Regions from separate parts of the Rattus norvegicus genome. Here region 2 is linked to region 1. A link is a contact called in public Hi-C data. All regions are on one chromosome and are shown on one strand. The core of a region is the stretch at or near the end of the contact, and the rest is flanking DNA. Distances in the headings are between cores, read along the strand shown.

The links. A called contact is a pair of places that touch in the nucleus more often than the background predicts.
Region 2: a Hi-C map of kidney shows a contact between it and region 1, with 2.1 times the contacts expected there. The contact joins the promoter of Usp24 here to the enhancer-like site in region 1. A contact is called at or near these places in 4 of 12 Hi-C or Micro-C datasets (hepatocytes, kidney, liver and 1 more) and 1 of 1 datasets of contacts at active chromatin or transcription factors (oligodendrocytes).

Annotation. Positions count from the first base shown.
Region 1 is chr5:126,241,765-126,244,909 of GRCr8, reverse strand. No RefSeq gene overlaps it. Among named protein-coding and RNA genes, the nearest start is that of Usp24, 66 kb to the left of the region's middle. Within about 2 kb of position 1,424, at least 9 of the 93 cell types and tissues checked have an H3K27ac peak or open chromatin away from gene starts, as enhancers often do. A contact at or near this core is called in hepatocytes, kidney and liver, where this site is marked.
Region 2 is chr5:126,308,175-126,311,319 of GRCr8, reverse strand. It overlaps Usp24 (ubiquitin specific peptidase 24), which reads right to left and starts at 1,723. Exons shown (of 68, transcript NM_001271206.2): 1 at 1,150-1,723. The coding sequence starts at 1,464.

The sequences.
Region 1 (3,145 bases), core at 175-2,674:
CATCTGCCACTTATGACTATTTTATTTCCCCTAAGTCAGAGTCAAGCATCCTCTTAATGAGTCTGTGGAGTGTAGCATGGGTATTCTGTATTTTATGACTAATATCCACTAATTGTTTGGGGGGATTGGAGTTGGATGAGGGAGAAGATTGGGAGGATCTGGGAGACATATGAGGGAGGAGAAGCCATGATCAGAACATATTGCAAGAAATATATTCATCTTCAGTTGAAAAAAGAAGGAAGCTTCTTCTGCCTTTGAATTTCACATACACCATTTAGGAAGCTTGCCTGGTGACACATGTCTCTTTCCCCAGACACTCTATCCTTTGGTTTTATCTCTCTGCTAATCCCAGTAAGAATGATTATTTCCTTTTTTTCTCCCTTAAATTTGTTTTATTGGGTTAGGGATTAGATATGAGTTGTGCTATACAGCTATATTTAGACCAAGTATTATACCCAACAATAAAAATAATTTTATCAGCACCAATCTCAATAGCAGTTACGAGTGCTTTTCCGTTAATGGTGCGCGCTACGATTTCAGTTTGCAGATGTCTTCCTGATAGTGTCTTTCCCAGCAGTTCCCATGCCGGTTCATGTTTTTGTAGGTAGACATGAGTTCTTCCCAAGTTGTCTTCTGGCCCTTCTCCTGTGAATATCTCTCCTCGCCTGCATAGCTGTGACCAGAGTTGCCACTTTGTAGACATTACTTTTCTCTTAATAGGGCAGACCTTGCCCACTGCTTTCCCTACACTCTGAAGATGTCTTAATTTTGGTAATATGGCTTAATAGCCAGTTTTATCTTTTGCACTTTTTTTTTTCTTTTTGAACTTGCAATAGTTTGCTTTCTGTCAATTTACCAACAGCAGTAGAGGGTTGGCTGTGACTTGATGATCAAGTATTGCCAGAACTTGGTCCCTGAACAGAGAAAGCAAGCATTTCCTGGGGCTGCTGTCCAAGCAGGTGAGGAGTACTTCTTTTGTGATAGTCATCTTGGTTACTTGGTATCATCGACTGTTGAAGATGTTTGGTGAATAAGTAGCTTTAAGGTGTGAATATGACTTTTCCTTTCCTCTGCAGAAAAGGTTCCATGTCTTTTTGAGTAAGAACTACAATCCTCAGCGCAGCTAGCAGACCCTCAGCCATGAGTCCTGTGACCTTCACGGGCTCACTGCTGCTGTGGTCTCAGGGTCTCTACAGTCAGGGCACCATCAGCTTCTGCCCACATTGTGGGATTTCTTGTTTGACTTCCCTCTCCCTGGAACTAACCTTAGCTTCTTCCAGGACTGTTTTGTTGACCAACCCCTGTTACCTCGCCTTCAGGTCCCATGACCCGCCTGAGAAGAGATGTGTTAAATTCGGGCCTCACTCGCCCAGCCCTATAAGATGGAGAAACCTAAGGATAGCCTTGCTCTCTTGGTAGGAGAGCCAGGCCAATTGACCCTTGCGGCAACAGAGCTCTCTTGTCTAGTCCAGCTGGCCCTATTATAGGCGAGGCAAACTCTGGCTCCAGGCCAGAGATTGATCCTGGCAGGAACATTTTTTTGAAGGGACATGTACCCTTCATCTCCCCTTGGCTTGTGCATGCTGACTGCCAGCAGGCCTGGCTCAGAGCCACCTTGGCAAAGAGGAATTTGTATAGCCTGATTATTTTAATTTTAATGTCTTCCCAGTTTTCTAATTCCAAGGAGAAACAAACCCCAAATAGCTTTTATGACATGTTGGCTTAAGAGGAGGGTGCTTGGGCAGGCAAGAGATCAAGGAAAGCACACACCCAACTCAGAAATGTTAGTTCTTCATCTAATAATGACATGTAAGCTTTATAGTAGCAGGTAACACTTATGAAACATTTACTAGATCCCAAGAACTGCACTAGGAATTTTTATGTATATAGTAACTCATTTATTTTTCTTAATTACCGCCTTATAGGTTAGGTCCTGTTATTAACCCCACTTTATAGATTAGAAAGTTAAAGCTGGGATTTTAAATAACTTGCCTTAGTTTAGTACGTAGTAGAGAGGCGCTCATAGGTGAAGGCAGGAGAGCCCTTCAGAGCTTATGCTTTAGAGATGAGAATATCCAGCTACATTATAGTTTTCCGTGCAGGAGCACAGCGAGGCTAGTTCACCAGGACAGCACATTCTAGATTGACCTATGCACACACAACCTGTAATACTTCCTGGGTGTTCACACTGTGGCTGACTGTTTTCTCATCTTTAAAGTGACAGTGACTCATCATTCAAATTATGAAGAGTAAATCAGAGGCACACTGAATCTTCTGGCCCTGCCTGCCATACAGGTGGTGGTTAATAATTGGCAACAGTGAATAAGGCACTGGTATAAAGAGACACTGAAGTACTAGAGTTAGTTTCCCTTCCGATTCTTCTATTAGCTGATAACTCTACCATTAACATTTGCAGTAAGGTATTCTGTCTCTGGAAGACCTAATTAAAAAGGAGACACCATAGAGGGAAATCACTATGATCGTTATGCTATAATCAGTCTACATTATTATCGTAATTAATAACCAAGCTATGCATTGTGTAAAGCCTTCTGGAGAGAAAGATACTCCCTTTTAAAACTGCCTTTAAATTGGAATACTACTAACAGCTACCTCTGTTTGATCTACTGTGGTTCAAGGTCTTTTATTTTGTTAATCATTATAGCCACCCCATGGGGGATGTTATTATTGCCTTTTGACTTCAGAGGCTTAAGAACAGATTAAGCTAGAGTCTAAACTCACCCAACTGTAAGTGGTGGAGACAGGATTTTGTGTGAAGGCCTACTACAGGATCCATGCTTGCTTCTGTTGCTGTGATAAAACACCAACCAAAAGAAGCTTGGGGAGGAAATGGCTTATTTCATTTCACAGCTTACAGTTCACTGTGAAGGGAAGCCAGGGCAGGAACTCAAGGCAGGAGCCTGGAGGCAGGAACTGAAGCAGAGACTGCATGGAGGAACACTGCTTACAGGCTTGTTTTCCAGGGTTCACTCAGCTATTTTAACCCAAGACACCTGCCCAGGGGCGGCATTGCCCATAGTGGCCTGAGCCCTCCTCCATCAATCATTAAAGAAGAAAATGCCCCACAGACATACCTACCATCTAATTTGAGGGTGGCATTTTCTGAATTGAGGTTCCTTCTTTCTAG
Region 2 (3,145 bases), core at 474-2,973, 66 kb before region 1:
AAGAAAAGTACAAGAATTTCTGCCACGAGCTGCCATTTTCCTGCAAATTAATCATAACCACTATGGCTTCTGGGTGATTCTTCCTTGTTTCGGCAAGCTTGTCAGCCTCTCCCATGCTCTTTGCACACAGTGTAAACCAAACACTAAAAGTATAGTTTCGTTACTTAAGATACTAGGTATCTGACCAAACGCACTAGACTCCCTTGTCTAGACTCCAGTTCCATTTATTTCTCCTCTCTAGTCTATGCCCCCGCCTCCATTTTAACCTCTCTAAGGCTAGAACCCTTTCCTCAGTCTAATTTCTCCTCTTCAGTGACCCCTTAGTCGGTTCGCGTCCCAGCTTCCACCTCCCATTCCTGATCTCATGGCTGTCTGGTCCTTCCTTTGCTCCTACTCCTGCCCAGACTTCTCACTCATTCTTTATCCCAGTCCCATTCCACTACTTGTCCTAATACCTGACCTTAGTCAAGCCCATCCTTCCAACCTAGACATTAAAACAGCCAAACCTGCTCCTCTACCCTGTATTCATTCCTACCATTCCTGGTCCTGTCTAGGCCCTTCCTCATTTTAGACCCTGTCCACTTTCTAACGGTTGGCTTAAAAACCTAAACCCTATTCCTAACCCCACTAGTCACTCCTGTGTGACCCGGCAGAGGCCTCTACTCTGGCAGGCCAACAGCAACGCACTATTTCTGATTCTCAACTGGTACCTATCCCAATCCTTCAGTAAAACCTAGAGTCACAAATACTGTGGTCCACTGGGACCTCAGTTTTGACACCTGATATTCATGTCCTTCCCATTTCCCAAGCCACACGAATTTGGAAATGTGGACGCTCCTCCCCATCCCCTCCAGGGATTCCTGCCCACTGCATAGACTCGGCAGGTAGCCTATGAGACCCCTCCGCAGCCCAGAACCGTATACCTAACTCCATGCGGGAATATACCTCTCCCAAGGCCCTTCTCCCCATTTGACCCCGGTCTAGTGACCCCGATCTCTGACCAGAGCCGGTGTTCTATTATCTCCGTGTCCCGAGTTTCATTACAGCCCCCGCCCAAGAGTCCCACTGCGAGCAGGGCAGGCTACGTTCGCTGTCCACGGGACTCCAGCGCGGCGGCCTCTCTGGCGAGGTCAGGGCAACCCCACTCACCTCCGCGTCCACCACCTCGTGGTAGGCGGGCGGGGGGTCAAAGCCGCCACCACCTCCGGTGCTCCCGCCACGGGAAGGCCCGCTGCCTTCCCCGCCGCCGTCGCCCCGTGGGCCGCCTCCAAGCCCCGGACTGGGGCCGCCGCTATCCATGGGCTCGTAGCCGCCGTAGTCGAGGCCCGGCCGCTCGTTGGTGAGCAGCGCCACGGCCTCGTTGATGTCGTTCTTGGCCAAGCGCAGGGCCTTGCGGATGGTGGCCGGGTCCGAGAAACCCATGCACAGCAGCGTGGTCATGTGCTGCTCCTCCTCCGATTCCATGGCTCGGGCCTCGGAGCCGTGCCGGCCGGCGTGCGGCGAAGCTGCGGCTCCCGGGCCTGGAGGGCCGTGCCGCGCTGCCTCGGCGCGGTCCCCGTACCCGGGAGGGCCCCTGCGCTCCTGCCCCGCGCGCTCGGCGGCCGCCGGGCCAGGGTTAGGTGCACGCGTGGGCGCCGCGAGCCGAGCTGGGGTGGTGGGGCGCTCAGGCGCGGCCGGCCGGCCCAGCCCTGCGCGCCGCCATGTTGGCCTGCTCCTCCTCTTCGCGGGGCCGCGCCTCCGCTCCCGGAAGCAGCACAAGCGGCGCTCGGGCGGCCGTACCCGGGCACGGGCTGCTCTGAGAGGTGTGTATGTGTATGTGTGTGTGTTTTTCTCCGAGTCCGGGGCCAGGGAGGGGCGTGCGCGAGCGTATCTGAGGTGAGAGGCCGTGGCGTGCAGAGCGAGCACGAGAGTCCCCCGCCCGCGCCTCCCGCCCACCCCTTCCCGGGCAACAGGTTCCCTCTGGGACGGGAGGGGCTGGCGGGGAGCCGCTTGCTGACGGCGTTGCTGAGGTCCCGGGACGCCCCGGCCTTGGTGGCTTGACGCCACTCGTGTCCCATCCCGGGCGACTCCACCCGTCGTCCCCAGAACCCTGCTCGGTTCTCCTGAAGTGTCCTGCGGTCCGAGGAAAGTGACCCCGCGCGCCGCCGAAGCCCTCCTCGCCGCGCGCAGGCTCGGGCGCCCTGTTTCGCAAGAGGAGCATTGCCTCACACCTTGGGCCTCGACCCTCCAGCCTTCTCTGGAGACCTCCAGACCTTGAACTCCCACTCCTGACTGAATCTTCCCAACCACACTGACCGTCTTTTCCACCAAACCTGATAAACGTTACCATACTTTTCAGCCGAAATCCATGGAAAATCTAAAACACACCCCCTGCCTCCCAACCCAATATAGAAACCCTGTATGAGAACGCCAGAAAATGCGAACTGTATAACCGTCCTTCAGACACAGACACATGGAAACATTCTGGGTGTCCAGTCCTGATTCTGACCACCATGTTTTTACTGAAATCTTTGACTTGGGGTCCGGCTGTCTTTGGGGGCTCATCTCTGTTTCTGTCTTCCAGCTTTTCTTTAGCTCGTTGCCTCCTATTTTCACCTCAGCATTGGCATTACCATGGCCGGTCCCTTTGCTCTTTTATCCGGGTCAGTGTCCTAGGACAATGATCTAGGTTTCTTCTGGGTTCTCTCCCAAGATCCTGGTTCCTCTTCTTGCATACTTGCTTATTAGTTCGTCTCCTGTGGGTCTTCATCCTGCTTTATTCTTGAACCCCAGATCCACCAACCTTTCTCACGCTGTTAAAACATTTCTGATGGCTCAGCAATCAGACTTTCACATACCCCAAATCTGAAATTATTGACAGCACTCAGAACTTTTCTCTGCATTCTCTGCCAGCATCTTTTTCCTCAGATCCTGGTGGCTTCTTGCCTAGTGACTTGACAGTGTATAAACAATTTACAGAGTGAATTTATCATACACACACACACACACACACACACACACACACACTTTCTATTGTTCTTAATAAAGGCTATGTAATGGGGTTGGTAACAAAATAGACACCTAGATAAGATTTTATTGAAGAGATAATAAATCCTGGGGTGTCAATGAAGTGTTAGGTGCATCTAATAGATAAAGACCAAAGTAG